Regions from separate parts of the Mus musculus genome. Here all the other regions are linked to region 1. The links are chromatin contacts, called in public Hi-C maps. All regions are on one chromosome and are shown on one strand. The core of a region is the stretch at or near the end of the contact, and the rest is flanking DNA. Distances in the headings are between cores, read along the strand shown.

Region 1 (3,523 bases), core at 286-2,785:
CTCTGCTGAGAGACACGCTCTTCCTTTACCAAGGGATAGAAATGGTAGAATAGGAACCTATACAAAATATCATTTCAAGGATCAAATGGAGTTTCTCTGATTGCAGCTGGAAACATCTACTTGCTAACGCTGGCGGGTGGGACTCCTGTTCCTACTAAACGCATCTAGTCAGACTAGCTTGCTTCATATTTGAATGCAGAGAGTTCAAGAGCAACCATCCAGGAACCAGCTCGAGTGGTCGAGGAGGTATGTGTCTCACTCAGCCCTGAGCTTGCTTCTTAGCTCTATTCTTCTTTTCAGTTATGTAATTTTGGCCAAATTACCAGATGTGGCTGAGCTCCTGTATCTCTGTACAACTGGATTAATAATTCCTGTCACAAGGAATTATTCTAAGTGCTAAAGAGACAGTGCATGCAAGAGGCTGGCGGTTGTATCTGAAACCTAGCATACATCAACAGAACTTAGTGTGTTATTGATGCTTGTTACCTGCACTGGCATGGCAGTGAGTTCTGCATGTATTTGGGATATTCCAAATTGAGCAGGAAAAAAAAGGTACGTCTGTTTTTAAAATAAGTTCCCATAAAAGTAAGATGAAGGCTATATAAATATTTCTTGAGTATTTATAAAATATTTTCTTATGGATGCATTATTTTAATTCATTAACATTTTAAGAATCACTGGACTAAATTATTGTTTTTTTTTTCCTTTTGTATTCATTTCTCCAGAGATTTCATCCAACCTCTGGAGAAAAGGGGAGAGACAAGAAAGCAGTGTTTTCACTTGATTGAGGCCAAGAACTGGGGGACTGGACAGAGCTAGGTTACAGCCCTGCCAAACGTTCCCTACCTACAGGCTTTGACCTATGTAATAGGAGATAAAACTTACAGTAATAACAATTATAACAATAACAGGTCTGTAGTGCTGAGCTCTCCACCTATTATTTCATGATTCATACAAACACCTTATGGGTGAGATGTCACAATCACGTGTAAGTCACGAGCAATATACCAGATGACATCAGCCACATACTAGGTTCATAGAAAAGGACCTCTGACAAGCAAGACTATCTTCTTACCCCTGCCTTGATTTTCTGAACATAGATGCAGATAGGTTCTGTCTATGTGGCTGCTGAGGAACTGGACTGAACTATTGAGTTAATCAGTTGGCTCTCAAGCCCATTTGTTTCCACAGGAGGCAATGGTAAAACTCATTGCAGTTCACAAACCCTCTGTCTTCTCAGCTCACAAGCATTGCCTCCTGGTTGGTTTGTGCTGGGGTAGAGTGAGTCAGCCAGTCACATGCCTGCTCTCAGGGCCACTGTCCAGGTGAGAGGCACAAATGCTGCTCACACTGCTCTTGACCAGCATATCAAGTGTTGCCCGGACCTGCAGGTCCTGCTTTTTCACTCCATGGATGGGCTGTGCTCTTTCACTTCGGAGAGAGCCAGCATTGTCAGCTCAACTGCTTCCTTGTGCTCAGTAGCTTGCTGAAGGGTGACTGGCTTGAGACCTTGTTAAAGCTACCCTGCCCCTGTTTTAAAGCATCACTGAGAGATGCTGGAGCTGAGTCACCGTCCACACAGACAGCTCATTGCCAAGATGTGCTGTGCTTTTCTGATGCAAGGAAGAGCAAGTTTCCATCCCTGCTGTAATGTCACCCCGCTGCACAGCTCAGGCCAATAAAGTTCAACAAACCAGTTTAGCCTGGGAGAGAAGGGGATGAAAGGCTAAAACACTCTTTGATGAAACCCGAGTCTTCCAGGTAAAGGGCAAGTAGCTGGCATGACGAGTGAGCAAAGACATCTTTTGGGAATCTCCCGTTCGTTCTGCCTTTCATCCTGACGCTCTTCTTCACTGGGTGATTTCACATGAAGCAAAAGTGTTGGCTCTCTACCCTTCTCCTTCCTGCCTGCCCCAGTAAATTGTGACCGATACTGTCTGAATCACTAGATTCTTTGGACACTCAATTATCTATGAGAAAACAATGTATCTCACTTCTGACTTACTGCAGATACGCTTAGCTCTTGCACCGAATGGTTTTAAAGGCCAGCAACACCTCCTCCCTAAACCCCTTCATTTAAATTATGTTTATTACTATGCTTGTTTACTCTCAGTCATCCCTCCTTGAGGAAGGGGATCTAAGCATGTGGGACCAGGCTTATTTTGCACTTTAGCTTGGTGGAGGATCTGCAGCAAATGAGCTAATCTATATTTACTGAATTATTAAACTGCTCCCCCACACACACTTTTCAATTGCTTTTCCTGTCCCCCAAATCAGTTTTGCTCCTGTCCCAACCACACAGCTCAATGTTGATAAACGAATAAGAGTTCAAATCAACTCATTATTTTCTGTCCTGAGCTTCCCTAGTCCTGTCTTTTCTTTGCGATGCATCCTCTTTGAGTGTAATTAGCATCAGGACTCTGTGCTGCTTGGAATCTTTCAGTCCTGTCACACAAGGTTTATCCCTGCCTGAAATGTCCTCTCTGCTATATTTTCTCTGGCAAACTTCTGTATGCTCATCTTATATAAGGAACCTTCTTGGAACACCCATCAGGCCCACTCCTCTAACTACAACTGACCCTTCTTTCCTTTGGATCCACAATGAAGTGCTTCAGTTCTGTTTTTTTCCCATTAATTTATCTGTTCACTGTACATCCCAATCCTAGCCTGTCCCCTGTTTCCTCCCAGTCCTGCTCTTAGAAATTTCTCTCCTCTTTACCCCCCCCCCCCCCTTCTTCTTAGAGAAGGGGAAGCCACCTTTGGGTACTTCCCTGCCCTGGGACATCCAGTCCCATGAGGAACTAAGCATATTCTCTCTCACTGAAGCCCAGTCAGGCAGACCATTTAGGGGAGTGGGATACAGTGGCAGGCAACAAAGTCAGAGATAGCTTCTGTTTCAATTGTTGGGGGACCACATGAAGACCAAGTTACACATCTGCTACAAACGCATAGGGGGCCTATGTTCAGTCCCTGCATGTTCCCTGGTTAGTGGTTCAGTCTCTGTGAGCCGCCATTGGCTCAGTTTAATTGAGTATATAGATCTTCTGTGGTGTCCTTGACCACTCTGGCTTGTTCAATTCTATCTCCCCTTTTCCACAAGACACCTTGTGCTCCACCTGATGTTTGGCTCTGGGTCTGTTTCCATTAGCTGCTGGGTCAAGCCTCTCAGGAGACAACCAAATACTCACTATTCAGCCATTCAAAACAAGGACTTCATGAAACTCACAGGCAAATGGATAGAACTAGAAAATATCGTCCTGAGTGAAGTAATCCAGACCCATAAAGACATGTGTGATATGTACTTATGTGTAAGTGGATATTAACCATAAAGTACAGTGTTTCAGTTCTTAATATCTAGTTATGTATTTTCTCTCCACTAACACAATAGCAACTCCAGGATGGAGTAGGGTAGGTGGGGAACGTAGTCAGTTGAAACTGTGTGAGGGCAAAAACCATGATAGTCCCTTAACTTCAACAGATAAAGAAAGGAAGCCAGTAGGAAGATTGTAAAGAAACGTGAAAA
Region 2 (3,435 bases), core at 155-2,654, 280 kb before region 1:
AATTGTGTTGCAAACCTTCGAGATTGGCTGTATGACCACCACATCTGCTCTGCAAGGAAACACCCATCTCTACATCATAATGTGAGATTGGCTTGTGCAGAATGGCTTTTCAGCCCAAAGCTCCATATGGAAATAGTATGTTTGACATGCTGAAAGTTTAGATCCATAGTCCAGTATCACTGCCTTGACTCGAAATATGTTATCCTCCAAGGTTTGAAAGTGTGAAAATTGGAAAAATTAGCTTATCATAAAAGGTAAATGATTTTCTTTGTAACACGTTTGCATATATCACCATTTGTTGACCACCCCCCACTGGTCTCACCTGTCTCTCTGTACATCACATATATTTTATTATCCTCTCTTAGTGCGTCTCCTACTTCCTTTCCCTCCCCTTCAGGGCATCTCCATAGTCTCCTTTCTACCTTTGTGCCTTACAGAATACCTGTATGTATGTGTGTTAAGTGTTGCTTTAAAACCATAACAATCATACTGCTACTGCCCAGAGCAGTGAATGCTCTGCCAAATTATCTTATTTGGTTTTCGACAAAAGCCTCACGAGGCAGGTAGTTTAATTTCCACTTCCCAGACTAATAAAAAACAGAAGTTCAGGACTGTTCCGTAATGCATTCACAACCACACATGCAAGGAGAGGGTCAAGATTGAAGCCAGCATTCCTCTCGTGCACAGACCCTAATCTCATTACTTTTTACTCATGCATTTCCTCCCCGAGCTGGATACTAACCAGCTGAGCCACATACCTTACTCAACAGCGATGGCTGCAAATACTTTTGTCTGCTTATATGTAAAGCAAGCTACTTAGGAGACAGTGAAAATGACATTAGACATAATACAGAGGCAGAGTCTGTGTGCAACTGTGTCTTGAATGCTTAGATGAGATGTTTTCGTTTCTGTATGCTAGGATCTACAAAATGCATCCCGTTGCTTGAGCCCACTTGTTACGAGGACCTATTCACAGTAGTCACTCAGCTGTATCAAAAGGTCATGAAAAACATCCTGTGGAAAGGCTTTTTTTTTTTTTTTTTTTTTTTTTTTTTCTGGGCAGAGGATCTAGAGTATTTATGAGTCACTTGAAGGCTCTGTTTCCCTCTAGAGATGAGACATTCTAATTCTCCCATCTGTTGAGTTTGACTTACCACTTTCCCCAGAGGAGTCTTGGAGGCAAGGAGAAATCATGCTGACTAAATGGTGGTTGAAATTTGTAGGGTGACTGTTCAGTTTAGCAGAGAATAACTAGAAGGCACACTGTATCACCGCATTTGAAAAATCATTAAAAATGTTCCTGCTTCACATTCCTGTGGCTCCTTAAACTCAACCCTCCAGAGGACCTTCCTCCCTCCCCCTGCCAGCTAAAGCTGTGTCATTCTGAGCTGTGGCTATTGGTCATTTCCTGTCTCATCCATCCAAATGCTTGTTTTATTATGACTGCCATGAGAATGGGCTCTGAGCTAGGGACTGGGTTTCACAGCCATTGGCGGATGTGTTTCCTCCAATGTGGGAGCAGAGGGAAAGAATGCGGGATTCGCCTTCAGGAACCTGCATGCAGTCACCAGCTCTCTGCTAGCACTTGTGCTCATGGGTGTACTACTCAAGCATGTCTCTTTCAAACTGTATTTCTTTTTTGAGTACTTAGAATATATTAGTCCTCTGCTAGATATTGGGAACTGGAAGTACACAAAAATACAATAAAAATAGATCCTCCTATTTTTAGAATTCTGCTCTGATGGGAGACATAAAGTACACTAATAAAATTAGTACAGATGTATGTTGGTAAAATGTATGCTTTGCATGTGCTAATTTAGAGAAGGAAGCATGGGGTTTTGCATAGTATAGTTTTCTATATTAGACAACTATAATGACATGAAATCAGCTTTAAAATAAGCCTTTCTCCACTCCTTTCTTTCCCTTTCCCTCTCTCCCTTTCTCTGATCATCAAGTTCTGTCAATGTATCTGGTAGTGTTGATGTTTATTTTTTTAAAAAATTAAGATCTTTTTTTTTTACTTCATTTAAAGTGTCTGAGATTTTGGCCTTCAAGTATGTACGTGAATTCCTTGCTCATGCCGATGGGTGGTTGTCAGCCACCCTCTGAGTGCTGGGAACTGATCATGGATCCTCTTCCGGAGCAGGAAACAGACTTAACTCTTGAGCTGTGTCTCTAGCTCCCTTGATATGTATTTTGCTAAATAGTAATGGAGACATTCATGCTTGCTTCTGCTTACTAGCATGATAACTTTTGTATTCATTCATCTTTTCTCAGTTTGTATCTTAGTATCAAGTACGTGTCTTATATGAAGGATACAGTCATTCCTTGGGTGCCCTTTGCTTGGAATCTTTAGTGGGTTCAGAGAATGTAATTGTTGGTTTGGTTAGATTCGGGTTAGCCATATGGCTCCATGCTCTGCCATTCATCTCAGGCACTCACTTTCTGTGTTCTCATTTGTCAGGAACTTTTCAGCATTTAATATCTTACTCCGCCTCGTGCTTATATTTCTTTGGTGGTTTTCTAGTGATTATTTTCTAGGAATTATAGTTTGCTTCTTTGAGTTAATGTTGAACGAGGAAACCTGTTTTTATTCCACTTTCAGTTTTGAAAGAAGAGACTTGGTTCATGATTTGGCTTTTCCCTTCCTTTATCTTCCTGTCTCCCTCTGTCTTTCTTTCTTTTTTTTTTAATTTTTAATTTTATTTATTTTTGTTTTTGTGCCCCTTTCTCTATTCTTCATATGTTGAATCTAAGACCTAGTACATGTTAGTCAAGCAGTCTATCACCAAATTACATCACACGCTTGATAATTTTTGTATTATAGATCTTTTTCTTCTTTCTTCTTCTTTCTCCTCCTTCTTCTTCTTCTCCTCCTTTTCCTCCTTCTCCCCCCTCCTCTTTTTTTTTTAGTGGTACTTTCAAGTACTGTCCCAGTATTTTCTGATTCTCATAGTTTTAGATGTGACATCAGCCATCAGTTTTATCTGTGGGCTCCTTCGTAGCATGTACACTTTGACCTCTCTTGGAGCATTTGTCTAAGTCAGACACATTGCACCACATAGATTTGCAAGATGGGGAGATTTAGCATTTCATTTGGGCTCTTACAGTCAGTCTGAATTTCTTAAACTTTTTGTATGTGATGTTTATTCCCAGTCTTTCATCTATGTAAACTAATAAAGTCTCTTTTAACCAAAGCCAGTTTGAACTGTTTTTTTTTTATTGCAACCCAAAGGACCCTGATTAAAAACTAATAATTTGTCCTGCTCAGCTCCTGTGTAGTCATCACTACCACTGACCCTTGCCATGCCCCACAAATGTGAGACCCCAAGTAGCACAAAATACTTCTAGTCCCCAGTACAAGTTAGCCTAAGGGAACTGAAGGGACTTCTTGCTTACTCTCAACCCACTCACCTGGTTCATGTCTAGATTTCA
Region 3 (3,428 bases), core at 74-2,573, 350 kb before region 1:
GCTTAATCTCAAATATGGACGTTGTCTGACAGGTCCATTCCTATTCCACTCTGCCGTGGGATAAGCTGAGGTCCCCAATGACATCAAGGTCACATGACAGTAGTAAAAGAGACTGAAATTAGAACCAGCCATCCACCCTGACCCATCTTAGTCCTTTTTTCCATAAGTGGCCCACCCACAACACTAAATTTATTTCTCCTTTCTTACTTTCCTCACTTTCAAGTGGACCAAAGAGAGATTCTACAAATGTGATAACTCAGGATGGTTTTGAGTCTGTTATTAATTAACCGCATCTTGTATCCTTCATGTATCTGAAGGATATCTGAAAGATGTCTTAGGTACGGCCACCCTAAGGAGCTGAAGTAGCTCCTAGAGATTGCCTAGCGAAGGGCTGGGTAACTTCTCTCTTCAGTTTTATTAGCTGTGGTTATTGAATTGGGACATCTTTATAAAATGAAATGCTATATAGCTATTTAAAAGAGTCAGCTGGAAAGAAAAGTATATGACTTATGCACATATTAATTAGTTGAATTTAGACTTCTACAATGTGCATATATATATAAAATATGCCATATTATATATACCATATACCAATTATATATACCATAAATATGTGTAATTTTTATTTGTCAATTAAAATTGTTCAATTGTAGTTACTAATGGATCTTGGAGGCAATGCAGAACATGGTTGAAATAATCACTCTAAAGAATAGCACCAATCTTAGCCATGATGACTTGGCTTTTTTAAAGGAGGGTATAAAATAGCAGAGTGTGAGGTTCACTTCCATCTCCTCCTTAACACACAGCCACGGTCCCCCACATCAGCCATTCAATCTACTGCAGACACGGTACCCCTGTCATGTTCTGTTATCTCTGTCTCTTCGCTGACCTGTCAGTCTTTCATGAAGTCTAGTCTAGCACTGCTTACAGATACAGTGAGATTACCAGGGCCAAGCCAGAATGGACATGTAATGGATTGTCCAGGGATACGAATGAATGAACAAATGAATGAACGAATGAATGAATCAATAGAGAAGAGAGAATTTTCCCGCAATTTCTTTCTACCTTCTACTCCTTGAGTGCATGAAGCCAGTATCTAAGTCCCACTCTCCTCTCTCCCTCTTCTGGTCCCATCCCTGCCCCCTTCCTCTCCTTGAGTATCTTGACTCAACAAGGCTTCCTCATCCTTCCCAGGCTTCAGAGAAATCAGGAGCGGTGAATGATCGAAATGGACCTTTGAGATTACAGTGTGGAGCTGACATTGCCAGTTAAGCCTGGGCAGATCTGACTTAATTGATTTAGTTGTTGGAGCAGAGACAACCCAGAGGCTTGGATCAGCCTCCCCATCTGACAGTGTGCTGGTGAGTCAGATCTGTTGGGGTTTGAGTCTGTGCTCTGGGTACGGCTGCCTGGGTGACCTTGGCTGTGTTACTCACCCTTGTTGAATCTCAATTTCCTGATCTGCAAAAGAAGACTTAAGTGCGGCTTTGGAGGTCCTGGTGAGGATGAGCCTTGATAACGCTGGTGCAAATGCCCTTTAGAGACAGCAGGAGGGTGAAAGTGCTTATTGTGTGTAGAGTAGAGGAGGTTGCTGTCATTTCTCAGGGAGGAATCCCAAGGCCAGGTCAGAAGAGGTTATAATTTGACTCTTGTTCTGTTCGATGCACTTCTCAAACTGCCCAGGGTTTGCAGCTTAAGCGCATAAATTATCCTGCTCCAGCAGACCCTGTGTTCTGTAGTGAGCCATATGTTGGAGGAGATAGAGATCCTTATCTAGCAGAGTAATATTACCCAGCAAGGGATGACATTTCTTATCAGAGGCTGAGGAGTCAGAGATAGGAGCTTTTCTTTTCAATGGCTGCCAGACCTCTATGTCCTGGGCTGGCACGGTGGGTGGTGGGAAGGGCTTGATGCCTAGGAGTGGACAGCTGATGCTGTTGCAGGCATCAGCTGGCCTTCATCTCTTATGACAACCAGGCCTGCTAGGCTTGCCTTGTCAGAAGTGGGTCCTTTAGAGATTTTTGCATGTGGATGCTCTGATAGCGACTAGGCAGAGGGGAGTGAGAAAGGAAGAGGGGAACCTCATAATGGTGCAGGCCAACATTGGGTGGAGGCGGAGCCCCAGCCTGTGTCAGGCTCCCCTTTCTAGGAGCACAGGCAATCCCCTGCTGCATGGACAAAGCCTGGCTTTCTATGCAATGGCTCTGTAGGGTAGGGTATCTCTGTTCCTACTAAAACCAAGCTGTTGGAACGCTTCTATGCTCCTCCCAAGTCAGCTTCCTAGAGGCTCTGTGCCTTGTGCTCTGTCCTGGAAGTTGAGTTGTATGGATGCATCCACAGGGTGACTGAACTGTGAAATGCTCAGCTTCTATCGGGAGGACAGACCTGGAGTTTGTTCTCCCTCTGACACACTGCTGGTACTTTCCTAATTCAGACAGTATCTACACAGAAGGTCTACACAGAACGTGCCATCCCTGTGTTACTTGCCAAGTGGTCCCCTTAAAGCCTCAGTTTCTTTGTCTATAGCAGGATGAAGTGATGTCAGATCTTTCTATCTCTCCCATGACTAGTTTTGAGGGTCTCAATTTCAAGGCCATGGCTTTCTGAAGGAAAAGAGTTTATGCAGACCCCGAGACCTGTTCTGAGGAAAAGCTCACTGCAGATGGGGTACCATCATGGACCTGGTTGACTCCATGCTTTGGGAATGTGACTTGTATAAAAGGCCCACGATCAGGCTTCTTTCCTTCCTGATTTTTGGGAAGTCTTGTCCTGTCCTGTCCAGCTCTGCTCTCAAGTAATAATCTTGCTTCATCAAAAGGAAAGAGAAGTGGTTTTCTTTCTTCCGGGACCCCTTCCCATCAGCAGTTCCTCTCCCTCTGCTTCTTTCCTGGTAGCCCCACATCTCTGTTTCCATCTGTCTCTTCTCTCTCCGATCAACCTTATCTTGGGGCTTTGGGTTTTCTTGTCATACTCAATTTTGACAACTCTCATATCCCTTCTCAATGACCAAGCACAGATACTGAAAGCCTAGGGCTGACTATGCCCTTCTTCAACGTAAATATAGCCAGCATCTCTCAGTTAGCTTCAGGATTATAATCACACCTCTTGATATAGCATTTATGGGTCCCATCAACATCTCCCCTTCCATGAAGCCAGCGTGGTCACCTTTGACCCTCCCGTTCTCCACCCCCATGTCAGGCGTCACTCCTCAAAACCAGGTTTCATTTCCTATGTTATCCACTCTGCATTTTTCTCTGACTTGTGTGATTTAATCCTGTCATTTTGCATTTGTGCTTCTGACACCTGTGCCTCTGCCAAGTCCACCTTCACCTCTGGCTGGCTATGTGGCTGTGAGGTTTGCATGCATGTGTCTTTGTGCTTATTAGTTAGTGTCCTTTTATTTCCATTTGAAGGGCTTCCTTTAACAT
Region 4 (3,668 bases), core at 23-2,522, 310 kb before region 1:
CACACCACCAGAGCCTACCCAGACACATGCACATACACACACAAACTCACACAACGCATCCCACCCCCAGAACAGAGGTCAGTATTGTATCACATGGATATGGAGACATAGCATCCAGTCCCTAACTTATTTTTGTTATAGTTCAAGGATAAAAGGATTGCCCTGCCCTTCAATGTTTGCACAAGGGAGTATGGATATTTTAATACACAATTATGCAAAATAAGGTGAAAGAACAGAAGGGCAAAAAATGCTGGAGTAGGAGGGGTGACCAGGGACTGAACACACATTCCTGTAAGACCTTTGGAACTACTGTTAGGCTTGAACTTTAAAGGTTTCATCAAATTGAAAGCACTGCCCAGGGCTGGGTTGGGTCCTTGTGGGAGCACACAGGAAACTTCAGATCCAAAGTTAGTTTCATCCCACAGTGTGGGAGATGTCAGAGGCTGTGAGCCTGAGATCCTACACAAGTTACACAGGAACTACAGGCAACTACAGGATGCTTGTCAGTTATGAACAGCTGTATCTCCATCCACAATGCCAGCCTAGAACCTGTGGTCCCATTTTACCAATGAGACAAGGCTCCTTAGTGACATGCTTATCTGTGTATATGCATTCACTGTGCCAGCTCCAGCAACCCAACCTCATGTGGCAGTCACTGGAGCAGCCTAGAGTCTCACTTACATTCTACTATTATATAGCTTAAGGGACCCGTGAATCCTAATTTCTCACTTGTAAAATGGATATTTTTTTAATCATTCCCATATTTTATGGTAATTGTGTATATTTATCGGTGTGGTAAGGCATCTCAATACATGCAAACGTACAATTGGGGTCAGGCTAATGAGTTGTCAATCATCTCAAAAACATCATTGTGTATGGAAACAGTCACAACCTGGCGGCTCTCTTGTGATATGTTGTAGCTCCTCTTTCCTGTATGCTGCCGCAGAATGCTGGAAGTTGTTTTTCCTGTCCACTCACACCAAGGGCTTTCTGATGGTTAAAAAGGTGTATACAAGCCCCTGGGCCCATGTGCCTGACACATTAATCCACTGTGCATGTTACTTACTGAGATTATTATTAGCCCAACAGGACAGGGAGGAGTATTGGGGGGGGGGGGTCCCTGGGGTGTGATCACTCCTGTTTACTCTTTGGATGGTGCCTGCCTGGCCAGGGATCATGAGTTTGTTTTTCTGGTACGGAGGTTGCCCTGGTGTTCTGGAGTGACCCCACAGGGCTGACTGAGCTCATTATACAAAGCTGTGTGCTGGGTCCTGTCCAGCTCCATCCAGCCCCGCCTCCTTGCCTGCTAAGCCTGTGTGCCCATGAGCCTCAGGGCTGTCCCTAGCTAGCATTGTTTGCACTCTGGAAAAGCGTGCAAACCTTTATTCAGAACCATCCCTAAGTCTGCTGGCAAATACAGTTTCTTTCCCCTTCTGGGGGACTAGAAGGGGAAAAGCTTAGGTCTTCAGTGGCTCCAAGACAATTCTTTTACCTTCTCCACTTTCTTTTTCCTACAGGCTCGGCTCTCCAGTGTGGTTTTCCAACAGGAGTCAAATATTAAAGGACATGAGCGTGTTGGGGAAAAAGATGGATAGTGCTAAACAGCCTGAGTTCATCCTCACTATCCTCTTCATAAGGAGAGCAAGAACAACCCCGGAAATGGCTCATGCTTAAGGTTTCTAACCACGGTCACACCTACAACACACTGATTGACAATATAGGTTACAGTACACATGGCTCTGCTATTTGCTTTTTGGTCACTTTGATATTCCCTGGTACCTGGGAAGAAGGAATCTCCGTTGAGGAGTTGCCTACATTTGATTAGCCCGTAGGCATGTCTCTGAGGCCTTTTCATAGTTGCTAATTGATGGAGGACAGCTTAGCCCACTGTGGGTGGTGCCATCTCCTGGACATGGGGTCCTGGCTTATATCAGAAGGGAAGCTAAGCATGCGCCTGGGAGCAAGCCAGTAAGTAGGTCTCCTCCATGGTCCCTGTCTCTGCTCCTGCCCTTAATTTCCTCAGCGAATGACTGATGCAAACATGTAAGCCAAACAAACCCTTCTTTCCTCTCTGTTACTGTTGGTCGTGGTGTTTATCACAGCAATAGGAAAAAACACTAGGGCAGTGACGTATAAGAGTGCACTGTGCCATTGTGAGGATTCAATATCCTTAGCGATCTTCAGAAAAAGTTTACTATGGTGCCTGGAGCATTGTTATTTGCAGAGATCCCTAGTGGCTCCTGGGCCTCAGTTTCCCTGTCTTCATTCTGTCTGTATTATATAAGCATGGTGTCCATAGCTCTAGCTCTTGCTTAATGATTCAACTGAGTAGGTACAACCATGCTGACCAGCCATGACATGTCCTGCCTGGCCATAGCCTGGAGTTGGACACAGAAACAGGGGCATAGCTGCCTACTGTGTGTGGCACAGTGTGTGTCAAACTCCTGGAGGCAGCCAGGCAGCCATCTCTATATTCTTCCTATCAGAATTCCTTTCACAGGTCCAAGCCATCTTAAGATGGATAAAGGCCTGGCCTTCAGGCAAGGCTATGCCTGTCAGTTCCGAATCTCCAGCTAAGTGGACTTGCAGCCCTCCCTGTCCTCTGGATGTCTGCATCATTCATACAAGGGACACGTTCTCTTTAGAGAAGAGCGTCTTCTGGGCTTCTCCCAGGTTGGAAGTGTCCTCTACTTCTTTCTTCCTGGCAAAAGCACTGGCCTAAGCAGCTCAGGAACAACCTACAATAGAGGGAGGGCCTCTTACCTCGGATGGAAGTGGAAACATAGTCTCCACGTTGGAACTGAGTCTTGGTTATGCTCTGAGAAGTAGCCTGGATTTCTAAGATCTCATGCTCATCGTTTTCTCTGGAGGCCCAACTCTGTTCTCATGAGCCCTGGCACGTTCCCTACCAGCATCTTTGTTTCCTATCTGAGGAGTGCGGATGATGCTTCTCCTGGTAAGGGGTATGAATAGAATTCCTGCCTGTGTTCTATGTGCTGAATCCCAGAGCCTAGAGTAGGGCCTGGGCTCTGGCGATTGACTGGTAAACACTTGTTTTGGAAGAGATAGTAGAGTCTTTGGAGTTCCTGGCACAATCTTCTTGGATAGTTGCCTGTGCCCGTTCTAAACCAGGATCTGACTAATTACAACTCCTCCTGCTTGCATTAAAGTTTTATTGGAACATGGCGGTGTTCACGGTTTTATATGATGTCGTCGAGCTTCTTTGCTCCCGCACTGGTAAATTTAATAGTCATGAGAGAGATATGGCCGTGAAGCCTAAAATAAAAACTATGTGGCACTTGGTTACAAAAATTGGGCTCCTGTTTTACATATCAAGGCCACCTTGTCTGACAGTGATCATGGATTTTGTTTTTTCTTGCGCAGGTGCTTGGGGCAATTATAAGTCAGAAATCAGAAGTGAGCTGGTCACCTTGAGGTCCATATTTTGCTTGCTTTCTCTATGATAGTTAGAGTTTCATCGTCACTTTATTTTGTCCTTTTAACTCTGTCCTGGCCCTGTTCTCCCTTGTAAGGTGTTACTTTCATTTCTGTCTAAAGAGAAACTGAACCCACCTGTTAACTGCTGGCCTTTTCTTTAGGGACTGACCTTATGCCCTATAAGAGGGCCAGGGAACTAAAATGGACATAACACAGTAGAGTCTACTTCA

The links. A called contact is a pair of places that touch in the nucleus more often than the background predicts.
Region 2: a Hi-C map of muscle stem cells shows a contact between it and region 1, with 2.8 times the contacts expected there. The contact joins two enhancer-like sites. A contact is called at or near these places in 1 of 15 datasets of contacts at CTCF or cohesin (the NIH/3T3 cell line), 3 of 484 Hi-C or Micro-C datasets (the N1E-115 cell line, adipose-derived mesenchymal stem cells and muscle stem cells) and 1 of 115 datasets of contacts at active chromatin or transcription factors (fibro-adipogenic progenitors).
Region 3: a Hi-C map of the N1E-115 cell line shows a contact between it and region 1, with 4 times the contacts expected there. The contact joins two enhancer-like sites.
Region 4: a Hi-C map of the N1E-115 cell line shows a contact between it and region 1, with 2.9 times the contacts expected there. The contact joins two enhancer-like sites. A contact is called at or near these places in 1 of 15 datasets of contacts at CTCF or cohesin (the NIH/3T3 cell line) and 1 of 484 Hi-C or Micro-C datasets (the N1E-115 cell line).

What each region holds. Positions count from the first base shown.
Region 1 is chr15:62,567,991-62,571,513 of GRCm38.p6, forward strand. No RefSeq gene overlaps it. Among named protein-coding and RNA genes, the nearest start is that of Gm41333, 99 kb to the right of the region's middle. Within about 2 kb of position 1,536, at least 71 of the 459 cell types and tissues checked have an H3K27ac peak or open chromatin away from gene starts, as enhancers often do. A contact at or near this core is called in the N1E-115 cell line, the NIH/3T3 cell line and muscle stem cells, where this site is marked.
Region 2 is chr15:62,286,092-62,289,526 of GRCm38.p6, forward strand. No RefSeq gene overlaps it. Among named protein-coding and RNA genes, the nearest start is that of Pvt1, 250 kb to the left of the region's middle. Within about 2 kb of position 1,405, at least 75 of the 459 cell types and tissues checked have an H3K27ac peak or open chromatin away from gene starts, as enhancers often do. A contact at or near this core is called in the N1E-115 cell line, the NIH/3T3 cell line and muscle stem cells, where this site is marked.
Region 3 is chr15:62,221,543-62,224,970 of GRCm38.p6, forward strand. The region is part of intron 2 of Pvt1 (Pvt1 oncogene); the gene reads left to right. Among named protein-coding and RNA genes, the nearest start is that of Pvt1, 190 kb to the left of the region's middle. Within about 2 kb of position 1,324, at least 62 of the 459 cell types and tissues checked have an H3K27ac peak or open chromatin away from gene starts, as enhancers often do. A contact at or near this core is called in the N1E-115 cell line, where this site is marked.
Region 4 is chr15:62,256,904-62,260,571 of GRCm38.p6, forward strand. Pvt1 (Pvt1 oncogene) reads left to right here. Exons shown (of 5, transcript NR_132747.1): 5 at 1,518-3,312. Among named protein-coding and RNA genes, the nearest start is that of Pvt1, 220 kb to the left of the region's middle. Within about 2 kb of position 1,273, at least 102 of the 459 cell types and tissues checked have an H3K27ac peak or open chromatin away from gene starts, as enhancers often do. A contact at or near this core is called in the N1E-115 cell line, where this site is marked.